Regions from separate parts of the Mus musculus genome. Here regions 1, 2 and 4 are each linked to region 3. The links are chromatin contacts, called in public Micro-C and promoter capture Hi-C maps. All regions are on one chromosome and are shown on one strand. The core of a region is the stretch at or near the end of the contact, and the rest is flanking DNA. Distances in the headings are between cores, read along the strand shown.

Evidence for each region. Promoter capture Hi-C pulls out the DNA fragments that hold promoters and counts their contacts. Hi-C and Micro-C count contacts between places; a contact is called where the count stands out from the background. Capture Hi-C pulls out chosen DNA fragments and counts their contacts.
Region 1: a contact with region 3 is called in a promoter capture Hi-C map of liver. The contact joins the promoter of Atp6v0b here to the promoter of Eri3 in region 3. A contact is called at or near these places in 3 of 39 promoter capture datasets (hematopoietic stem and progenitor cells, liver and pre-B cells), 13 of 484 Hi-C or Micro-C datasets (CD4 T cells, CD8 T cells, Sertoli cells and 5 more), 2 of 115 datasets of contacts at active chromatin or transcription factors (effector CD8 T cells and memory CD8 T cells) and 2 of 9 other capture datasets (adipose tissue and liver).
Region 2: a contact with region 3 is called in a Micro-C map of embryonic stem cells, with 4 times the contacts expected there. The contact joins the promoter of Slc6a9 here to the promoter of Eri3 in region 3. A contact is called at or near these places in 2 of 39 promoter capture datasets (the C10 cell line and erythroid cells) and 3 of 484 Hi-C or Micro-C datasets (embryonic stem cells and stem cell-derived neural progenitor cells).
Region 4: a promoter capture Hi-C map of hematopoietic stem and progenitor cells shows a contact between it and region 3, with 2.9 times the contacts expected there. The contact joins the enhancer-like site here to the promoter of Eri3 in region 3. A contact is called at or near these places in 10 of 39 promoter capture datasets (the C10 cell line, the HPC-7 cell line, cranial neural crest and 5 more), 1 of 15 datasets of contacts at CTCF or cohesin (the NIH/3T3 cell line), 2 of 115 datasets of contacts at active chromatin or transcription factors (astrocytes and embryonic stem cells) and 2 of 9 other capture datasets (adipose tissue and liver).

The regions. Positions count from the first base shown.
Region 1 is chr4:117,884,295-117,889,944 of GRCm38.p6, reverse strand. It overlaps Atp6v0b (ATPase, H+ transporting, lysosomal V0 subunit B), which reads left to right and starts at 2,616. Exons shown (of 8, transcript NM_033617.3): 1 at 2,616-2,775; 2 at 3,307-3,355; 3 at 3,586-3,669; 4 at 3,800-3,877; 5 at 4,072-4,141; 6 at 4,265-4,316; 7 at 4,651-4,841; 8 at 5,304-5,615. The coding sequence starts at 2,709. The coding sequence ends at 5,330. It overlaps Gm12841 (predicted gene 12841), which reads right to left. Exons shown (of 4, transcript NR_168719.1): 2 at 4,057-4,192; 3 at 2,477-2,639; 4 at 1,654-1,858. It overlaps Dph2 (DPH2 homolog), which reads left to right. Exons shown (of 6, transcript NM_026344.3): 5 at 14-190; 6 at 269-1,302. The coding sequence ends at 393.
Region 2 is chr4:117,832,707-117,838,079 of GRCm38.p6, reverse strand. Slc6a9 (solute carrier family 6 (neurotransmitter transporter, glycine), member 9) reads right to left here and starts at 2,822. Exons shown (of 14, transcript NM_008135.4): 1 at 2,603-2,822.
Region 3 is chr4:117,545,935-117,551,642 of GRCm38.p6, reverse strand. Eri3 (exoribonuclease 3) reads right to left here and starts at 1,278. Exons shown (of 9, transcript NM_080469.4): 1 at 913-1,278. The coding sequence starts at 1,047.
Region 4 is chr4:117,217,354-117,223,088 of GRCm38.p6, reverse strand. The region is part of intron 7 of Armh1 (armadillo-like helical domain containing 1); the gene reads left to right. Among named protein-coding and RNA genes, the nearest start is that of Gm23287, 9.4 kb to the right of the region's middle. Within about 2 kb of position 4,033, at least 48 of the 459 cell types and tissues checked have an H3K27ac peak or open chromatin away from gene starts, as enhancers often do. A contact at or near this core is called in the HPC-7 cell line, adipose tissue and hematopoietic stem and progenitor cells, where this site is marked.

The DNA.
Region 1 (5,650 bases), core at 1,367-3,866, 340 kb before region 3:
CCTTCTACGTCAGGTTCTCCCTTCCATGTGCCACTCCCTCCACCTGAGTCAGAGTTGTGGGATACCCCAGATGTGTCACTCATTTCTGGGGAGCTCCGACCACCACCTCCTTGGAAGTCATCAGATGACACTAGATGTTCGGCCTTAATTCCGAGGCCCCAACTGGAGCTGGCGGAGAGCAGCCCTGCAGGTAAACATGCAAGCAGCTGCCCCCGCTAGAGTTTTGCCCAGGTCCAGCCCACACAGCTTATCTTCTTTCCCTCTGCAGCTTCATTCCTTAGTTCTCGGAACTGGCAGGGGCTGGAGCCACGCTTGGGCCAGACACCAGTGAAAGAAGCCGTCAGAGGAAGACGAGGTATCGCCATCGCCTACGAGGATGAGGGGAGCAGCTGATACCTTGGGAGGCCAGAGCCAGAGTGATAAGTCTGCCGGGACCTGTTCTCCCTGACCAACGTCTCGTCCTGTCACAGGGACACTTGATGCCTAGACACAGGGAGTGTAGGTAGCTCTCTCTGTGGAGCTGTCCAGCTTATAGCCTGTGCAGGGAGGGGTCCCAGGGCTCATCCCAGTTCCTGGTGTGCAGGAGTTCTGCCCTTGGTCAGGGGCAGAAGTTGGATGATCCAGACCAGAGTTCTTCCACCTCCCTCAGCACTGTTGACAGTTTGGGCAGAGTAATTCTTTAATGCAGAGGCTACTCTATATAGAGAAGGATGTATAGGTTCAGCTGACAGAAACAGAAACACCTCCCTTCCTCCCCAACTGAGCTAGGATAACCCAGATTATCTCTACAGGTTGGCAGATGTCATGTAACTACTCCTCATTGAGAGCCTCTGGTCTAAACCTGCACTGTCCAAGACAATATTCACTGGACACATGACTTTTGCCATTTAAAGTGGATGAAAAAGTATTTGTCCATTACACTAATTACATTTCAAGCACTTATGTGGCTGCTTTCAGGACTTTGTTGGGCTACATTGACTTAGTTAGACTTGTTTCTTGGGGACAACAAAGACACTGAAATAAACGGAATACTTTTTCTCCTGTTTCTCTTTATTCACTAAAGCTCTGTTCTACACAGATCCTGTGGGTGGATATGTGAGTTATATTTAACCAGATTACTGTCCTCAAAATGTGCTTGGGAGGAAATAATAACCCCACGAAATATAATTGTGTGAAGGGAGCCCCAGGTGCAGCTGGCTCTCATAGCAGGCTCCTGAAGGGGACTCAAGAGGCAACCCAGACAGAGGAGTCTTAAGCTGGATCTTATAGAGAAAAAATATTCAGAATAAACAGAGTGAAACGAACATTTGGGCCTAAACAAAGACTCAGTCAACATGGTGGGTGCTTCAATCAAAGTAGAGTTGTTGGGGTATATCTTGATAGAGTGCTTGTCCTTGGTAGAGAGTTGGTTTTATGGGCCGGGCAGTGGTGGTGCACGCCTTTAATCTCAGCACTTGGGAGGCAGAGGCAGGCACATTTCTGAGTTCGAGGCCAACCTGGTCTACAAAGTGAGTTCCAGGACAGCTAGGGCTATACAGAGAAATCCTGTCTCAAAAAACAAAACAAAAACCAGAGAGTTGGTCCTAGGGTTTCCCAGTGTGTGTGTGTGTTTGTGTATTGGATCCCAGAAGAAAACAAAATTTACTTATTGTCCACATTAGCAAAAGAATCTTATATTGGCACCATCCAGATCATGTAGTACACAGGCTAATGGTAAAGGCAGAGCTGTAACTGACATGGGGACTGGGTTAAAATGAGCATCCATCATGTATTCTGTGTGCATGTTATGAGAACTCCCCTGTATGTCAGGCGCTAGAAACAGTAGTGAGTCCAACATGAACCATGGTGCTTCGGCCCCCTAGGGAGAGTGGTCAGAAACAAAATGTACTATATCAACCAGAGATAAGAACCAGAGGAAAATTATATCAAGGGATAACAATTATGGGAAAACACAAATCTGGAAAAGAAAGGGGACTGGTTAAAGGGAGATTGGGGTTGGAATATTAAACAGAATGGGTAAGGAAGGGCTTGAAGGAGAGCAAAGTCTGGAAGCAAGAGAGAGGGGCAGATGCAAGGGCGGGCTGCGTCTGATAGGGTGGGTAGTCTATTAGGGACCTGGAGCTTAGCTCTGTTACAGTGCCTGCTTTGCATACTTTAGGATCCTATGGATCATTCTGTCGCGAGTGAAATAGGATCCACAGGGAATTTGAACAGGAGAATGGCATGGCCTTATAAGATCACCTGGACATCGTGGGCGTTCGCGTCTGGCATTCCACCCTACCTCTGGGTTGGAAAAGACAACCTAGAATGACCTCCGATGAACAGCAGGCATTAGCTAGGCACCGCGAAATCCTGCTTCAAGCAGAAGGAACTAGGCAGGACTAGAACAGACCGGAAGGATCTGCAGTGATTGGTGAGTAAACTGGGAGTCCGGTGGGAAGTTAGGGAACCAGCAGCGCAGGTGGAGAGCCAGTACCTGTCACGGAGAACGTCCGACGAAACTACAACCACCACAGTGCTCCGCGGCATGACGTCTACCAGGGCCCGGCCTCAGGCAGCCAGCCACTGTGCGCGGGGGTCACGTGGGGTCGGCGCATCACGTGCGCCGGTCAGGTGGCGCTGCGGGGCGGGCCGACAGACTGCGGGGCGGACGGTGGACGCGGTTTAGCTCAGGTCCCACCGATCCGACCCCTGCCGTCGCCGCTGCCATGACGGGGCTGGAGTTGCTCTACCTCGGGATCTTTGTGGCCTTCTGGGCCTGCATGGTCGTTGTGGGTGAGCGGGGCCCAGGCGGCCCAAGGTGGCCTGCTGGTTGGGGCGGGGGGCAGGTGGCAGCCGGAGCCGGCCCCGCGCGGTGCCCTCCCGCGACGGAGGAGGCCGGCCCTGGGCTGCGAGAGTCACACCGGCTATTCCAGGGTCGCGACGCCAGGTTCCTGACCTCCTCTCCGCGAGCCGCATATTTGGGCGCCCCGCTTCCCCTTTTTCCTCCTTGCCCTCCCCCACCCATTCACAGCTTGTTGGGTAAACAGCGATTGGGCCGGCAGGATCTGGCGCGGCCTGGACGCAGCGCCCGTTCCCTCCGGCCCGTGAAGGGGCTTGGTGTCATTAAGACGGGTTACCTAGGGAGTGGCCGAAAAAAAAAAAAAAATGGAGGCCTGGGTGGAGGTGCTGTTTCGCTCCGGGACTCTTCGCTTGTCTAGATGTAGGTGGCTGACAGTTTGACAGTTGGGCAGTTTTTTTTTTTTCCTAGGTTGGGGACTGTGTCTCGAAAGAGCAACCCTTTAACTCCTTTCCTCATTGCTTCAGGAATCTGCTACACCATCTTTGACCTGGGCTTTCGCTTTGATGTGGCATGGTAAGGGAGGGCATGGAGAGGATTCTCCTAGGAGCCTCTTCTCCCTGCTTTGGTCTGAGCCCCAGCCCAGCTCTTCAGACACACGGACCTTTGGGAAATAGAAAATCTAGAGATGCAACGTCTGGGACTGGTGGGCTGGAGCTGGGTGGACACTGAGTTTTGTGTGGCCTCCCCACTCCTGCCCTTTCCTGTCCATAGCTCAATAGCTTTCTTCCCTGTTTCCACACCAGGTTCCTGACGGAAACTTCCCCCTTCATGTGGTCGAATCTGGGCATTGGCCTAGCAATTTCTCTGTCTGTGGTTGGAGCAGCCTGGTGAGTGTTGGAGTGGCGGGACGAGTGGGAGGTGCCAAGTCGTGGCAGGTGGAATCATCACTGGGTTCTTAATCATCCTGGGGACAGCAACTCCTTGGGCTCCTTTAATCAGTTTCTTACCCTTCACCAGGGGAATCTATATAACCGGCTCATCCATTATTGGGGGTGGGGTGAAAGCCCCCAGAATCAAAACCAAGAACTTGGTTAGGTAAGTGTAAAGGCTTCTGCATGTCAAAACTAGCTGCGATGGGGGTCGGGTGACATGCTGGCTTGTGACCCGTCTCATCGTAGCGTGTATGTGAGTCAGGGAAAGTTGGCTGGGGATTTTCTGCAGAAATGGCTGATTTCCTTCTTAAAGAGTTTCCCTCCCCCTCCCCCACCATTTACCATCACTGTTGCCAGTATTATCTTCTGTGAAGCGGTGGCCATCTATGGCATCATCATGGCAATTGTCATCAGCAACATGGCTGAGGTAAGGGAAAACCAGCGGGGACGGGTATCCATTGAAATGCCTATGCTTTCCCTAAAGATCGGAGGGAAGAAAAGGTAGGTGCATTAAGGAATGCCTTCTGAGGACTTATTCTGCCCCTCACAGCCTTTCAGTGCTACGGAGCCCAAGGCCATTGGCCATCGAAACTACCATGCAGGTAAGTGGGTAACATAGAGCTCACTCGGCATGGTGCTCTGGGCCTTTAACCCCAGTCCTGGGACGGGGGTAGCACCAAGTGAGTTAAGAGGCCAGCCAGCACTACATAATGACATAGTGAGACAGACACCCTACCACACATACACGCCTGGGCCTTACACACTTGCTTCTACCACACGTACACACCTGGGCCTTACACACTTACTCCTGCTTCCTGGCTCCATAGCTGAGAGTCTCAGCTCTGCAGAGTTGGGGTGGGACTGGCCCTGCTAGCCCACACTGGACCATTCCTCTCCTGCTTGCCTCCACCTCACGAGCTACTTCTTATCCTCCAGGTTACTCCATGTTTGGGGCTGGCCTCACAGTCGGTCTGTCCAACCTGTTCTGTGGAGTCTGCGTGGGCATCGTGGGCAGTGGGGCCGCCCTGGCGGATGCACAGAACCCCAGCCTCTTTGTAAAAATTCTCATCGTGGAGATCTTTGGCAGTGCCATTGGCCTCTTTGGGGTCATTGTTGCAATCCTTCAGGTGCGAGTCCCCCTAGAGAGGAACAGAAGTGCCTCCCTTTTTTCCCCTTCCCATCTCTTGGTCCCCCTTTGTCTCCTGCTCTAGATGCACGCATCTTTCCTAAGTCTCTCCATTAGCATCTCTTTCCTCGGCTGCCTCTGAAAATGTCTTTGTGGAGTTTCTGTCTCTCAGGGTCTGTGTTCTGTATGTATGACACACTTGTCAGTAGACTAGCATGTCTAAATTCATATTTTCCAGTGTGTGAGTTTGTGACTTGGGTGCTTGACTGGGCTGACTCTTGGCGACACTAACACTGTCCATGGGACTTGTCTTCTCTGTTGTACAGCTGAGCTCCTTTGTTACTGTCCATGTCTGTTTGTCTGTCATAGTGTGTCTGTCCGTCTGTCCACCCACTGGCCTGCTGGTTCTGGTCTTGTCACTGGTCACTGTCCCTGCCTGATTTGTCCTGTTTTTCCTTTGCAGACCTCCAGAGTGAAGATGGGTGACTAGATGACCTGTATGGGTGGGGCCGTGCCCTACTGTTATTTATTGCTGGTTTTCCTGGGACAGCTGGAGCTGTGTCCCTCAGCCTTTCTGGGGCTTGGTGTTCAGGGTCTCCCCTGCACTCACCTCTTGCTGCCTGTTGACTCTGGAGGCATTGCAGTCCAGACTGAACCCCAGTGTGGGGAGTGGGCTGCTGATGGTGACTGTGTACAGCTGTGCACCTGTGCCCCCCTCAACCCCCATCCAGCCCATCTTCCTAGTGTTTGTGAAATAAACTTGGTATTTGTCCCAGTCAGTGAGGCTTCTGTTGGCCCCTTGCGACACCT
Region 2 (5,373 bases), core at 1,573-4,072, 280 kb before region 3:
GTATGCAGGCAGATTTTTCTTTAAGTTTTTTTTTTTGTTGTTGTTTTTATTTTTTTAAACTTTTAATTCTTTTTCGAGACAGGGTTTCTTTGTGTAGCCTTGACTGCTTGAGGGCTAGCTCAACCCAGGAGATCTGCTTGCCCCTGCTTCCCAAGTACTGGGATTAAAGTCCTGAGTGCCACCACCACCCAGTTTTTAAAAATTTTTATTTATATGTATGTGTGTGAATGCATAATACGGGGGTGGAATAGAGGTTGGGAGAGTGCCAACAGAGGACATCCCATTCCCTGAAGCTGAAGTTACAAGCAATAGTGAGCCTCCTGACACTGCTGCCAGGAACTACAGGCCCTGGCCGTCTGGAAGACCAGCCAGCCCCTTATGCATCCCTAATCACTGAGCCATCTTTCCAGCCCCTAGGTAGACCAATTTTAGGGGTCTATATGAACTAAGCCCTCACTAGTAACTAGAGGCAACAGGTCTCCAGTACTTTACAATTCGGAGGGAGGAGACACCGTCTCTATTCACTACCACAGGGATGTTAGCACAGTGTTGTGTGCATAAAGTCTCCTGTCTGGGGCACCAAGCCAGCTACTTGCTGCAAACTCAGGGGCTTCCTGCATCCCCACCTTTGCTCGGGCAATAGTTCCCTCTGTAAGGGTCTCTGGTCCCCAGTTTTCACTGGTCAATACATTGCCTACCAACATCAAAACCAGACCCCATGCCATTATCTTCATGAAGCCTTCCTCCTCCTTCTGCAGTCGACCCTTCCATGGTACCCTTCAAGAATGCAATATATGCAAGATGCTGGCTTCTGTCCACCCCCTCTGTCTGGAGAGGTCTGCCAGGGCAGACGTGTGGTTCTTCTATATCCTGAGAACTATACTACTGTAGTCCCGCTGAACATAAGGAGGAAGGGAGCGTTTTCTCTGAAGTCTTTGAAACACTTGGGCACGCTCAATGTTCTCCGCTAGTCCCTAACCAATCCTATCACCCGCTCTCTAACCTTTTGCCTCTCTGGAGATGTCTTTATCTTAGGTGTTCTTTTTGCCCATTCCTTGCCCTCTATCCTTTATCTTTCTAACAGTCATAGCCTCAGACTTGCTTCATTTAAAAAATAGAACAGAAACCAGTCAGTGGTGGCACACACCTTTAGACCCAGCTCTTGGGAGGCAGAGGCAGGCAGATCTCTGAATTCAAGGCCAGCCTGGTGTATAGAGCAAGTTTCAGGATAGCCAGGGCTACGCAGAGAAATTCTGTCTCAAAATACAAAACCAAAAAACAAGAAAAAAAGGAAAAAAAGTAGAACAGGCTTTGTGAGGGAGCTATCATAGAGTGCTAGGTGGGTACGCGGCTCCTTTAAGAGTGACTAGCGAGGGGCGTGGCCTATGGAAAACAGACCCGAGAGGGGGTGCGGCCCCTTTAAGTAGCTGCCCGGCCGGACTTGAAGGCCCGGGACGGGCTGGCAGTGTGGGGCGCGGTCACTTTTGGAGTCATGGCACCGCCCGGAGTGCCCACTTCCTCGAAACGAGACCGGTTCGCTTTAATCAGTGTGCAAGGTGTGTTGGGGGGCGGGCGTTACATCAGCCACCACGTGTGCGCCTCTCAGCTGGCGTGGAGGATGCCGCCCCGCCCCCCGCGGTGGAAAAGTACCCGGGTGCCGAGGTCTCCGCCCCCTTGCCCCGCCCCCGCCCGTCCTCGGCCCCTCCCGGGTCTGCGGGCAAGCCCCCTCCCGGCTCGCTGGCCTCAGCTCCGGCCCGTGTGTGGCTGCCTGCTGCGGGGTACAGGCTGGGAGCAGGCGCTCGGGAGCTGCGGGAAACCAGGCCTCACCTGTGGCCGCCCGCACTCGCCGCAAGCATGCCCAGAAGGAAGGCTAGAGTGAAGGCTCGAGTGGCAGGGCGTGGATTTTTTCCCCCCAGAGTAGCAGTCCCCCAAAACCACTCTCCGCCCCGCAATCCCTTCTCAACGCTGCAGCCACGCGAGCCGCGGACAAAAGAGAACCGGAGGGCGCTGGGGTTCTTCCTCGCTGCTTCCCAGGAACCGCGGGCGCGCGGGAACCGGCACCCGGCGGGCGAGTGGGCGGGCAGATTAGGAAGGCCGCCGGCTGCGGCGCCCAGATAGATAGCCAGCACGGCTGGGAGAGGAGGTGGGGCGAGAGGCTGCACGCGGGGCACAGACCCCGCTGCCGGCTCCCGGCCGCGGCAGACCCACTGGCGCCCCAGAAAGACCGAAGACGCTCTTCGGTTCCGGCGCTGCGCGCACAGCCCCGTACCAACCACCTCCGACCGAGCCGGCGTCGGCACGCAACGCACCCCCTCCATTCCGAAATCACCCTCCCTCCCGTCTGCTTTAGTTCCTTGGTGACAACGATGACACACAGACACACGCACCTACCCAGACCTTCGCGGCGAGACAGACATCCCAGTGCGAGCACTCACACTCTTAGCCACAGATACCCGCAAGCAAACGCTATCTCATCCACGCACCACACACACATCCATACACATCCTGGGGCTCAGCCTCCCAGAGTCACAGAAACGCCCAGAACGACGGCTGGACAGACCTAGGCTCGGGCCGCAAAGCCCCCTTCCCCCAGCTCTCTTACCATACTGCTGCCCCCGGCCCAGGCGTGCTGGGTCCGCACCGCGGTGCGCCCAGGTGGCTTTCTTAAAGGGAAAGTTGCATCAGCCTCCCGAGGCTCTCTGCAGCCGCCAGTCCTCCCGCCCCGCCGCGTTGCCTGCCGCTCCTCCAGAGCTTGTTGTGTTTTGGTTTCGGGGAGGCGGGGGCTAAGAGTTTGGTGAAAGTTTGGAGAGTGAAGAAGGCTTGAGAAACCTAGCCAAGTCCCTCCCCTCCCTGAGCGGCTCCCCTGGCCGCCCTCCCCCGCCCTGGTCCCATCTCCTCCCTCCCGCGTGCCGACTACTCAGACTCCTCCTACCAGGGAATAAGATTACAAGTGGCTCTAGTTTTCTGATGATTGATCCTCACGAACCCCTGGGAGTGGGGCTCGGCAAAGGAGTCCCCTTCTCCTTCGCCTCTCTGCCCTTCAGTTGGGACACTTGGAGGAAGCAGATGTCCTCCCCTTCGGGCTAGGCTTGGAACGAAGCCAAAAGGCCTGGGGCGCTTTGGGGGGCTGGGGCTGCAGTTAGCCCGCCAGGCCCCTGGCCTTCTGCGCCTGCGTTCCCCCTAGAGAGACGTCAAGAGCAAATTCCGTTCCCTTTGCAGTAGCGCCGCTAGAGACTGTGGGCACAGCTGAGTAAAGCCTGGGGCCCACTCCTTGGAATTGCAAGGCTGGGGAGCCCTTTCTCCCCGAATTCTCCACCACTGATTTGATCAGCCCTACCTGGTTAGTTGTGCCACAGAGCCTACCTACTTCAGGTGCCTGGATTGCAGTATCTGCCAAAAGATGCTTTGTTGAGCCTCAGTTTCCTCCTCTGCAAAATGGAGAGAATGACTTAAGGAAATGCATACCCACGTGAAACTCATTGCTCCAGATTGGCAGTGGTGCCTAGCAAATGGAACAGGCTGCCACATTTGCTTACCTTGAGCAAGCTGCCAACCCTCTATCAAACCAGACAATACTGATTGCCAGAGGACTGCTGTTGCTTCGCAGGTGCTCTGCAAAAGGCCCTGGTCTGGAGAGGCAGGCTCCGGATTCCACTCTGTGCCCCGAGTTCTCACCATTTTCCGGCCAGGAAACTTGCTTGTTTATTGACATCCAGTCTCCAAAGAGCAGGCGCATCCATGTCAAAGCCGCGCACAAGATCAACTGGTGTGAGAAGCCACCTTATTAATTTATAATCACTGAAAAAGACAGCAGCCAGCACACTCCCTTCAGTTGGGCCTCTCTCTACCCCACGGCTCAACCACAGCCCTTTCCCAGAACTACCTTCTTATATACTGCTTTCTGCTGTCATGGAACTCACAATCTGTTCATTCTCGAGATTTGGTCAGATCTAGGAAGGCACTTATGTCCCTTTTGAGTTTGCCCGTGAACACAGCAGTTATAAGCCTGCTTGGGGTTTATAGTCTCCCACGAACTAATTACCAGAGTTTTGTATAGAGTAGAGAGGGGACACACACGCAGATCTACCTAAGCAATCTGTTGTGCCTGTGGGCTTTTTTTTTGGGGGGGGGGATTTGAGACAGGGTTTCTCTGTATAGTCCCGGTGGCTGTCCCGGAACTAACTTTGTAGACCAGGCTGGCCTTGCACTCAGAAATCCGCCTGCCTCTGCCTCCAAGGGCTGGGATTAAAGGCGTGCACCACCACCACCTGTGGCCTTTAACTTTGCTTATGTAGAAGTTTCTGGGAGTCTAACTGTGGGTCCTGCAGCAGGCTGTGTAGTTGTGTGTGTGCTCAAGTCCTGGATCTGACCAGATAGTATCTAAACACTTCTCATCTTCCCTACCAGGACTTGGGTTCCTCTACAAGTTGTTTATGGTCTCTCATAGCCTGCCTCCTCTTTAGATTATCCAAAATGGCTCCTTCCCAAGACAGATGGACAGGAGGCTCTTGGGAGAAGCTGCCAGGTAAAGGGAAGGTTGGGGCTGAGGGAGGGGCTTCCATCTAACTTATAGGGATGCGATGGACCTAAAAGGCATTAGGATGGTTCTAAGAAAATGTTTAAAACTTTATTTTGAATTTTGAAGTTTTCTTTCTTTATTCTCTTTACATCCAGATTTCAGCCCCTCCTGCTGGTACCCCCTCACACACAGCCCTTCTCCGCTCCCTGAATTCTTTTCTTTCTTTTTTTCTTTCTTTTTTCCTGGAGTCAGCATCTCACTATGTAGTTCTGGCTGACATTGTTCTCACTATATAGACTAAGCTGACCTCCAACTCAGTGATCCACCTGCTTCTGTTTCCACAGCCCTGGGATTAACAGCTTGTATGCTGAGCTTTCTATGTGGAGGAGGTTGTTTTGTTGGTTTTTGTTTATTTGCTTCTGGGATGGTTTGATTTGGTTTGGTTTGGTTGGTTTGGTTTTTGAGACAGTAACCACCATGTATGCAGCTCTGGATGACACAAAATTCGCTATGTACTCCTGGCCGGCTTTGAACCTCTGGCAGTCCTCTCTTCTACCTCTCTTATTAATGGCCTAGTGAAAAGTAGGTCCCTTATCCACTCTAAGGAACCCATGTGAAGGAGAGCTGATTTAGGGATACAAGGGTACCTGTCTGCCAAGGGCTGAGGCCCAGGGAGGTTTGAGGAGGAGAAGGAGGCGTGCAGAATTGGTATTACTAGAAAGTTTGGGATTTGAGAAGCAATCTAGTGCTTAAGTTCAGGGTTTGAAGAAAAAGATTTTCTTTTTTTGTTTGTTTGTTTTTCAAGACAGGGTTTCTCTGTATAGCCCTGGCTGTCCTGGAACTCACTCTGTAGA
Region 3 (5,708 bases), core at 29-2,528:
TTAGTGGAGTCACACTCCAAGTCACTGTTATAAATTGGCTTTTAAATGGTGGGCGATTCAAGTATAATATACTTAAGGTCCAAGACCGAGCCCACTAAAACAAGGTATACTGTGTATGATAAAGTCAGAATAAAGCTGAATTTGATGAAGCCAGTTTTCTGGTACAAACTCTACAGTCAAAAATCATTCGGCCAATCACAATCTACTACAGTTAAATAGCTTAGTCTTTGGCCAATGGGATTCATGTTTTGCTGCCCTTGGGCTGGGAAACCAATGAAATGCACTAGCAAATGCAAGCCACAAAAATGGTCAGAGACAATTATTGGCCCCAGTCATTGCGAAATCCAGCCTGAGGGGCAAGCTCTGTATCTCCAGATGAGGGGCCCCATACCCAGCATCTTCCAGGCCAACGTCGAGCAGCTGACATTTCACAAGAACTCAACCCAAGTCATGCTTTCTTTGTTTTAAGAAGACACCTGTTGCTGGACCACTTGCAATAAAGACATACAAAAAGCTACCTGGGTTAAGGCTCTTTCTCCACTCTGTCCACCTCTGTCCACCATTATTACCCACAGCTTGTGACTTACAAGGAAGTAAAGTGCTAGCATGTGTGCCTGTGCCAAGATGCGGAGGGGGTAGTCTATAAATAATTCCTTAATCTTCTACTTTATCTGGTCAAACCTCTCTCCTTCTCCAGAAATCTCAAACCAGGCCCTTTCATCAACTCACCCAGTCTCTCTCGCAAAGCCGAGCTCCCCCACCGCCCTCCCCAGCTATCCCTTCGCCCAGAGTTCTAACATCCAGGGTGAGCACCAGGCCAGAATCCCAGGCTCCTTAAGTGTGCGCGCCACGACCCACACCCCGCATGCATTAACCAGGGCCCAAGCTGGGGGCCCTCTCAATCTCACCCACCCCAGGGTGTTGCCCCCAGCTCGGGCCCATCCAGGTCCAGGGAAGCGTAAGGGGAGGGGCAGGGGGCCAGGAGACCAGCCCTCCTTCCCAGGGCCGCCCCCGCCCCCCGTCAGCTGCCGGAGAGGCTGTCGCCATGGCAACGCCCCCTCCTCCGGGCCAGCACGGCAGGCTCTCTCCAGGTGCAGGCCCCGGCGTCTCCCTCGGCCTCAGCAGACGCTCCGGGCAGTTGACGGCAGCGGGCACGGCCCGCGCCGCCTGCGGCGCTGGCCAGGCAGAAGCAGGGCCAGCTCCGCCCGCTTCCCACAGCCCGTTCCAGGCAGCCTCAACAGCGGCAGCCAGCACCACGAGTCCACAACACACCGACTCACCTCCGCGCACTCTGACCCCGACCGACGCGGTGGACGGGCGGGCGTGGTAGCCAACCGCTGAGCCCGCTGCTAGCGCCTTTGGCCAATGAGCTGGAGTAAGGCGGGGCTTCTTCTCTCCAAACGCTCTCTCTCCCGCCGACATGCGCGTTAAGGTGTGTCAAGATGGTGACCGTTGGCTCTGGGCCTTGTGGGACTTGTAGTTTAGAGGAGCCACGTATTCAAAAGAGAAAGGGAGGGTCACTTCTAAACAGTGAAAGGGGTTTTCTTAAAAAATAAATAAATGATAATAATAAAATAACCCGAAATCTTCGTCAGGCCTAAAATGACCCAGATGCTCTACTTATTTTCCCCACCTTGACTGTAGGCATTCGGTGAGTATGGGCTTAGGAGACATTCTCTTTAGGCGACACTTTTCTGTGATTCATTGTCAACAAGTAATCGTTATCTACTTTCTGATGCGGGCCTGAGGGAAATCTGGAAAGAAGGGAGGCGAATTCAGCTAAAAAGAAAATGCTGAGATTTCTGAAGGGCCTTTCTGAGGAGGAAGCTTCTGGCTTGTTGAGGCCCTCAGAGGAACTGTCAGGGTTAACAAGGTTTCTGGCCATAGCTGTAGTGGGTCTTTCACAGTCAGTCTCTCCAGGCAGCTGGGGAGAACTTCACCTAAAGCGATGGGTGAGTGTCTCCATCTTAGCTGTGCTTCTCTGGGAATCCACGTTATGAAATGGGAAGCATCAGTCTTAAGCCACTGGTGATTTTGACAGCCTCTCAGTCAGATCCATCTTAGGAGCCATCTTCAGTTACCAAGCTCCTCTGTCTGCCACCTGCTATTTTCCTTTAAGACAGCTAATATCAGTTCTGGACCCTGCCACCTCTGAGATCTTAATATAATGGTTCCTGCCTGAGCTGGAAATGCCTGTAATCCCCATATCAGAGAATGCCTTCTTTAATCTCATGCACATAATGGGTTAGATGGTTCTACTGTGAACCTACAGAACTGAGCACAGCACTTTACAATTGTCTCCCTGCCATCTCTCTCCCAGGAATTGAAACTCGTTTAAGATAGCTATTCATTTCCATATTGTTCATGCTGCATGGCTTATACCCAGTATGGTGTCAGTCATAGAGCAGCTATGCAATAATGTGTTTCTGACAAATGAAGGAGTAAACTGCAACAGAGACAGATATCACTCACCCCAACTGAGAAAAGGAGAGCCACGATTGCCTGTCCCCAAATCTTGGAACTAAAACTGGAGCTTCTTCTTCTTATCGTTACATAAACATTAACCTGGATTGGCCCATTCGTCAATGCGTGTTTATACTTCAGAATTGGGCACTGTCTGTTGCTGATGGTTTCATGGTAAGACATATAAAATCCATATCCTCAAGGAGCTTTTCTATAGGAAAGGAAATGGAAGGGATGGGCAATGAAAAGATAATATAAAAAGTAAAACAATGGGCTAGAGAGATGGCTCAGCGGTTAAGAGCACTGACTGCTCTTCCAAAGGTCCTGAGTTCAAATCCCAGCAACCACATGGTGGCTCACAACTGTCCATAATGAGATCTGATGCCCTCCTCTGGGGTGTCTGAAGACAGATACAGTGTACTTACATATAATAAATAAGTCTTAAAAAAAAAAAAGAATCTGTATTCTAGGACTATCCTAGAAGACCTGAGTTTGATTCCCAGCACCCACATGGCAGCTCACAACCATCTATAACTCTGGTTTTAGGGGATTTAATGCACTCTTCAGGCTTCCTCAGGCACTGCATACAAGTGGCGCACAGACATCCATGCAAGCAAAACACCCACATACACTTAGAAGAAGAAGGAAGAGGACAAGGAGGGAAAGGAGGAAGAGGAGGAGGAGGAGAAGGCAGCGGCAGCTGACCCTAGAAAATAGAGCAGATCCAATGACTACGGTTATAGACTTAGACTTAACTGGGAAGCCTAAGCCCAGGGAAGAAGAACGTGAGGCTGGAAAGGAGGGGGTGAATATACAAGGCAGGGTGTTACCCAGTTGGCCAGGGTAGCAAAGAAAATAGTTTCTCTCAGCAGATCCTATTCCAGAAAGGATATATCGAATGATCACATTAAAAATAGAGAGAAAAAGCTGGGTGTGGTGGTGAATGTCTTTCATCCCAGCACCTGGGAGGCAGAAGTAGGATGATCTCTAAATTCCAGGCCAGCCTGGTCTATAGGGAAAGTTCCAGGACAGCCAGCACACACAGAGAAACCCTATCTCGAAAAACCAAAAAGAAGGAGAAGAGGAGGAGGAAGAGGAAGAGGAGGAAGAAGAAGAGGGGGGAGAAGACAGCAGAGAAGGTTGAGAGAGAGAAACAGGGAAAAGGAAAAAGGTAGTCCCCATCATTCCAGTAGTTAATGGAGTGCCAGATCTCACACCATAGCAAGCAGAGCAGTGGCACATCTGAGACTAAAAACTGTGTTGAAGCCTCTGATTTGATCACTTCGGCTCACTGCAACCCCAACATAGAGAGCACAGTCAAAACCTAACCCTCATTCCCAGAGGAAGGCAGAATAGCCAGATGAGGGGACAAGAATGGCATGAATAACAAGTGGCCAAGGGTTCAGGTTTAGATGGGATGGCAGATGAACTGAGTCAGGTACCTCTTGGACAGTCGCCTGGCTTCAGGGCCAACGGACTAAGGCCAATGAAAACAAGATCCCAAGAAAGGACAAGGCTACCACCAAGGAAAAAAACAGCAAAATGGACACCAAAGCTGAGACCTCGTGTGACTGTTGCCTCTAAGGTGCCTATGATTAGTCTCTTTTTGAGTCAGAGCTTCTGGGATCACCCACCCAAGGCACTCATGAGATTGGGATCCTTACAAGCATTCCCACTTGGAGAAATGGGGAAGGACTCTCCAGGGCCTGCCCATCCCAGTGCTATGTGAGAGGGTTAAGCAGTCACTGAGTAGAGTAATAGCCCCTACGTTGCCCAAGGGGTAAGTAATTACCCAAGCTGGGGTGGGGTGATGGGCGAGGCCACTGCCTAAGCCTTCCATTCTACTCCAGGTTAACTCCCCATTCATGCTCTTATGTATAATAACCCCAATAAACTCATTGATGCATCAAGCAAGCCTTGGATAGAATTGTTTCTTTGGTGTGTCATTACCCTCCATATCTAGGGTGAATAGAAATAGACTCTCCAGGAAAAGTCACACAAGGGACTTTAACCAAACTTTAAAAGGGCAGAGAATGCTGACCCCTGATGACAGTGAATGGCAGCCCCCAACTGGGTATAGCTAAGAGAACCCAGGCTAGATCTGAAATCCCTTCATCCAGAGGCTGAAATAACTGCTGCCACCATCTGGTCCCTATAATCTGCACAGGATGGCATGGTACAGTTATAAGGACTGTGGGTTTGAGCCCTGGCTGTGGGTATGACCTTAGACAAATCAAATAACTCTCCAGGTTTCTGCATTTGCATCTCCAGGGTAGAGCTAGGGCTAACACCTGTTGTTAGAATTAAAGCCAAGATTTAATTGAAGAGTTCAATACATGGAAGCCGTTGTTCCTTATCTTGTCTCCTCCACCACATTCTCCAACTCTTCCTCCTACTCTGACCACAACCCCTTACCTCTTTCTCTTCCCCGTCAGCCATCTTCTACAGGATCATCGGTGGGGCCTGAACCTGGCCATCCTCTTCTCCCTGCTCTCCCCATGCTTGTTCGCCGTGAGCCTGTAACATTCATCTCCCTGGTGACCCGAATCTGAACTAAGAGATGGATGTGAGGCAGTGGAGGCCAGGGTGGTAATGTGCTCCCTTCTCTCTGGGACCCTCACCAGGGCCCAGTTAATTTTCTCTTTGATTTTAATATAGATTTATTGAAAGTTTCAGTTATCAAAAACAAACTGTAGCAGCAAATTGGTGTTCCTTGCAGGCCTACAAGTGCCTATAAAGCTGCCACGCTTGGGGACTGATGGCGCTCTCCAGGAGGTCAGTCATGGCAACACGAAGTCCCTGGGGACACACACACTGCAGTTTAATATTTTTCTTATTAGCCTTTTTCTTCTTGCCTATCTAAGCCTCCCCCTCTAAATGGGAAACCAAATGGAGCCACTAGCCCTGGGAGGCCGTTCTCTAAGCTGCTCCATTCTCCGTGTTCTCTCTGCCCTAGCCTCCTCTTCGTGACTCCTCTGATTTCCCCCTTTCCCCACTGACCTAGGAAAAATCATGATGCACACAGCTCTGTCCCACCTGTCCTATGCCTGAGCTAGTCAGAAGCAGAGGACCCCCCAGAAAAGATTGGGGTTCCAAACATCTTTCAGATCTGGCATTCTATGGGGGTTGGGGGGAGAACAAAGTTTGAAAACAAAGGAGACACTTTCTAAAAGGAATCTTGTCCTGCCAGTATCCACTAGACTAAACTGAAATAAAAAGATGACGGAGCAGAGAAATGGCTCCGT
Region 4 (5,735 bases), core at 2,784-5,283, 330 kb after region 3:
GTGAATGTTTGCATAAACCCACAAAAGCTGTTATCTGTGTATATTAGGGATTATTTCTATATTAAAAATCATATATAAAATGTAGCCGTTAGAGACAGTAAAGCTCTCACTACATAGCCCAGGCTACCTCAAACCCTCTATCCTACTGTCCCTGCCTCCATAATGCTGGGATTACAAACATGGGCCAACACATCTGGCTAGTAAGCTTTTACTGTACCATAGTGTTCACGGCTCAGACTAGTACTAGATCCTCCCACACCACTCCCTTTTTGAGTCTTTTTTTTTTTTTTTTTTTTTTTTGGTAACCCATGGTACTGGGATTATAGCTGTGCACCATCATACCCAGCTCTGACTTGGGATATTTTGTGAGGTTTTCACAAGATATCAGCCGGGCTGTCTATCATCTGGGGCCTACAATGCCAACACTTGGAAGGCAAAAGCGGTAGGATTTCTGTGAGTTCAAGGCCAGCCTCATCTAGAAATCAATTTCCAAAACAGCAAAGAGAGAGAGAGGGAGGGAGGGGGGAGAGGGAAAGAAGGGAGAGAGGGGAGAGGGGGGGAAGGGGAAAGAGAGGATAGAGAGGGGGAGAGAGAGAATGGGGAGAGAGGAGGAAGAGAAGGAGAAGAGATGGGAGAGGGAGGAGAGAAGAGATGGGAGAGGGAGGGGAGGGGAGGGGAGGGGAGGAGAGGAGAGGAGAGGAGGAGGAGAGGAGAAAATAGAGAGGTCCAAGCGCCAGCAAATTTGCTCAGCAGGTAAAGATGCTTGCCTTCAAGTCTGAGGACCTGAATTTGGTCCATAGGACCCATATGGAGGGGAAAGAACTGACTCTTCTGCCATCCACAGGTCCACTGTGGCATGCATTTATCCATATACATACACAGTCACACATGCAAAACATAACCAAAGATGAAAACAGCTCTTACACCTGCATGCTTGTTCTGCTCGATCCTGTCAGCAAAGTAGGTTCCATCCTTGAATTAAAAGCCAACGTGCTGAAGTGTCTATGGGGCCATCCAGCTGGCTCAGCTGGTGAAAGCATTTGCTGCCAAACCTGATGGCCTAAGTTCAACTCCCCAAAGGCACGTGAATAGAGGCGAGAACTGACTTCACAAAGTGTCCTCTGAATCCAACACACATGCTGTAGCACATGCATCCGTGCAAGCACGTGTGTGTGTGTGTGTGTGTGTGTGTGTGTGTGTGTGTGTGTGTGCGTGCGCGCATGCATGTGAGAGTCCAAGTGTCAAGGTGGAGCATGGCAGCAAGCACCTTTACCACCGGATCTTCTCACTGGCTCCAAAACCGACTACTTTTTACAAGTGTGTCACATACACCCGGTTATATTAGCACTGAAACTGTGACACTTGGTTTAGCATTTAAAGAGTTTTATTGCCGGGCGGTGGTGGCCCACGCCCTTGATCCCAGCACTTGGGAGGCAGAGGCAGGCAGATTTCTGAGTTCAAGGCCAGCCTGGTCTACAGAGTGAGTTCCAGAACAGCCAGAGCTACACAGAGAAACCCTGTCTCAAAAACCCTGTCTCCAAAAACCCAACCACCCCCCCCAAAAAAAAGAAAGAAAAGAGTTTTATTATACAGTTATCCAGGGTTTAAGTAGATTAGAAACCCCAAGACAAACTTGTTTTCAGTTTCCGCACTTTCCTGGCCCTCAGGTAGCTGCGCCTCACCCTCACCTGGCAGCATCTTCCCCTCTAGAGCCCGTGATGTTTGACTCAGATCTTAGAGGGCGTTCACATCCTCTGTGCACAGGCTGGATGTACTCCATAAAACCTGCTCAGAAGAGGAAGCTGGAGAGATGATTCAGTAGTTAAGAACATTTGCTGCTCTTCCAGGGAACCCAAGCTGGGTCCCACGTGCACCACACAACTATACCTGGTGTGGTTGCATACATAAAAGGCAAAACACTCAAGCTCATAGAATAAAAATAAGTTAAAAACAAAACCAACAACCCTTGCTGTCTTAGTTTGGGTTTCCATCGATGTGAAGAGACACCATGACCATAGCCACTCTCACTCTCACATTTCATTGGGGCTGGCTTACAGGCTCAGAAGTTCAGTGCATTATCATCATGGCAGGAAGCATGGCAGAAATATGCTGGGGAAGGAGCCAAGAGTTCTACATCTTGATCCACAGGCAGCAGAAGGAGACTGTGTTCCACATTGGGTGGAGTTTTAGCACAGGAAACCTCAAAGCCTGGCCCCACAACACCACACCGACTCCAACAAGGCCACACCTCCTCATAGTGCCACTCTATATGGCCCAAGCATTTAAACACACGAGTCTCTGGGGGGCCATTCCTATTCAAACCACCGCACTTGCCTAGAAGAGCAGAGAGCAGATAACTGAGATAGGTTCACACCTGTAATCCTAGCACTCAAGAGGTTGGGACAGGATGAACAGGATGAATGTCATAAGTTCAAAGCCAGCCTGAGCTACAAAGTAAGATTCTGTCTTCAAACAAACAAACTGGTAAGATCAGTAATTCAAGTTCATACTTAGCTACATAGTAAGCTTGAGTATAGTCTAGCTACAGGAGACTTCAGAGAGAGAGAGAGAGACAGAGAACATGTCACCATAACTCCTGGGTCATCAGCACATATGTCACATCCATAGCTTATGTTTATACTTTATCGATTTTCTTTATTGTTTAAAAATAACAATAATAACAAGCTGGGTTTGGTGGCACACAACTTTAATCCCAGCACTCAGGAGATCTCTGTGAATTCTAGAACAGCATAGTCCATGTAGCATGCTCCAAGACAACAAGGACTATAAAGATAGACCCTGTCACAAATAAGTAAGTAAATAAGTAAACAAACAAATACAATAACAATACTGATAATATATTTTTTGTTTGCATTTTGGAGACAGATTCTTGCTGCATTATCCAGGATAGCCTTGATCCCCAGCACTTAACCAACCCACTTATCTCAGCTTCTCTCAGCTGAGTCTGGCTAGACTTTAAAGTTGTGTGTGTGTGTGTGTGTGTGTGTGTGTGTGTGTGTGTGTGTGTGCACTCGCACACATGTGCATGGAGGTCAGAAAATGACATCAGAGGTCTTCCTTAGCCACTCTGTTTACATGTTAATGTCTCTAGCTGAACCTGTAACTCACCAATGTGATGAGCTGGGCTAACCAGCTTGCCCCTGGGATCTCTGTCTCTAGTTCCCTAGTGCTAAGAGTGCAACCCAGCCACAGTGCTAGCCCAGTTTACCTGGGTGCTGGGGACATGAACTCCAGTTCTCAAGCTTGCTTAACAAGTGTGTTAATGCCGGGCAGTGGTGGCCCACGCCTTTAATCCCAGCACTCGGGAGGCAGAGGCAGGTGGATTTCTGAGTTCGAGGCCAGCCTGGTGTACAGAGTGAGTTCCAGGACAGCCAGGGCTACACAGAGAAACCCTGTCAAAAAAAAACAAAACAAAACAAAACAACAACAAAAAAAAGTGTGTTAACTGCTGAGCCTCTCCTGCCTTATTTATTTATTTGGGAGGGGGTGTGCATGCCACAGGGATGGCAAGGTTGGGGGATAACTAGCAGAACTTTTCTCCTTCCACCATGCAACCCTGGGATCCTACTCAGTTGATGAGGCTTGGTTTCAAGTGTCTTTGTCCACTGAACCATCTCATCAGTCCTCCTCAGCTCTTAAAAAGCAATTCTCTGAAAGTATTTTTATCTGGGCATGATGGCATGTGTCTGTAACCGCCGACGATGGAGGCGGTAGCAGGAGGACTGCCACAAAATGAAGGCCAGTTTGATCTAACAGTGAAGGCTCCATGTCTAATAATTAATCCATCTATTTTTAGTGTTTCAGCATTGGTCTTTGAATACGGTGTAATTAAAAATGTATGAGTTAATCTATTTTTAGTGCTTCAACATTAGTATTTGAATAGAATGTAGTTAAAAGGGCAGCAGAACACTCAGGAATCAGAGAGCATGTGACTGGTCAAGTACAGCCTGCAAGGATATTCCAGTAGAAAAGAAAGAAAATTTATGCTGAAGCGTGCTTCCTCTGTGCAGCCAGCAGGTGGCAGTCTCGTCCAGAAGTGCACAGTAAACCGGTTTCCCAAGACTCTAGCAGCAAAGACATGGGTGGGCACCGTGGAAGTGACTGCATGTGTACACCAGCTTTAGATTTAGTCTGTTCGCTGTCAAGGCATGATCATCTTCATCTGTAAAATGATTTATAGACAGAGTAACAGAAAAAAAAAACTCTGTAGAATCCTACAGAGTATGAGGCTGAAGGGAGGTGCTGGTTAACTGAACTTTATGTAGAGGCATTCAGGCTTCCAGTTATGGAGGAAAAGGAAGTGGCTGCTCTTTATGGAAGGTTGCTGGGAGGAGGCACAAAAGGATTTCCGGTTACACAAAGTCCCTAGTCAAAAACCACCTGTGATGCAATCTGTCTGGGCAAGTGTCGGACCCCAACCTCTTCTGTCATGAAAAGATCTTCCCTAAGCAAAAAGGAGGGTACGTCATAGAAAAGCCTGTGCATAGCCACGAGCTGGCTAAGACAGATTTCCTTCATAATGTCAGCCCCTTTAAGAGAAGGGCGGCCTTCCAGACCTGTTCCTATCTACAAGAGGCCGTACAGTTTCTCTGATAACCAACTCTGATGCTGGGCATGGTGGCACATACCTTTATTCCCAGCACTCAGGAGGCAGAGGCAGGTGGATCTCTATGAGTTCAAGGCCAGCCTGGACTACATAGTTAGTTAGTTCTAGGCTATCTGGGACTATGTAGAAAGATCCTGTCTCAAAAAAACAAAAACAAAAACAAAAAAAACCCAAACAAACAAAAAAACAAAACAACAACAACAAAAAAAACAGTAGCAAAAAGCAATTCTAAAATGCCAAAGCCAAACACACACACACCTGGGATGGAATATTTTATTCTCCCGCACACACGGGATATCCAAGTGCTGGACCACTTATTTTGTTCCTTTGTTTTGTTTCGAGACAGGATTTCTCCATGTAGCCCTGGCTGTTCTGGAACTCACTCTGTAGACCAGGCTGACTTTGAACTCAGAGATCTGCCTGCCTCTGCCTCCCAAGGCAGAGGTCAAAGGCGTGCGCCACCACCAACTTTGGTTACTTGGCCACTTGTAAGGTCCTTTTGCCACAGGAACATTAACCCTGGTAGAAGCTTTCCTGCTCACTGGCCCCCTAACAAGGCCACTTGCCCTCAACTTCTTCATCTGTTCAGAGGGATCAGCAGGAAAGCACGAGGCATCCTGGTGCAGACAAGGGTGAGTTGTTTTGCTTTGGTTTTTTTAGACAGAGTCTTAGACAGCTTAGACTGGCCTCAAACTCTATATGAAGTAAGCAGTGGCCCTCCAGCTCCCGAGTGTTGCTCTTATAGGCACGTGCTGCCTCATCCAGCTTCAGGCTGTGGGCTTTCTGGACTTGAGATATGACTCTTTCCTCTTGAACTAAGTGTCCATGGCATCCACCTTACATCTGCTGATCACTGCCCCCTCTATCTCCTCAGCACAGGTCCTGTAGCGAGCGCATGCCCCATCCGGGTTGGCCAAGGGGTGGGGATGAGTCCGTAAAGTGCTTGCTCAGAGAGCAAATGTCTCAGCAGAGAGGCAGGGCCCTGCTTCTCTCTCTTTGGGTATAACCAGTGACAGCTGCGAACACAAAACACAGAACTGGCTGGGTGAGAAAAATCTTCATTTGTCCCAGGAGCTTCGAGCATTCTAGTTACATAACCAATGGAAGA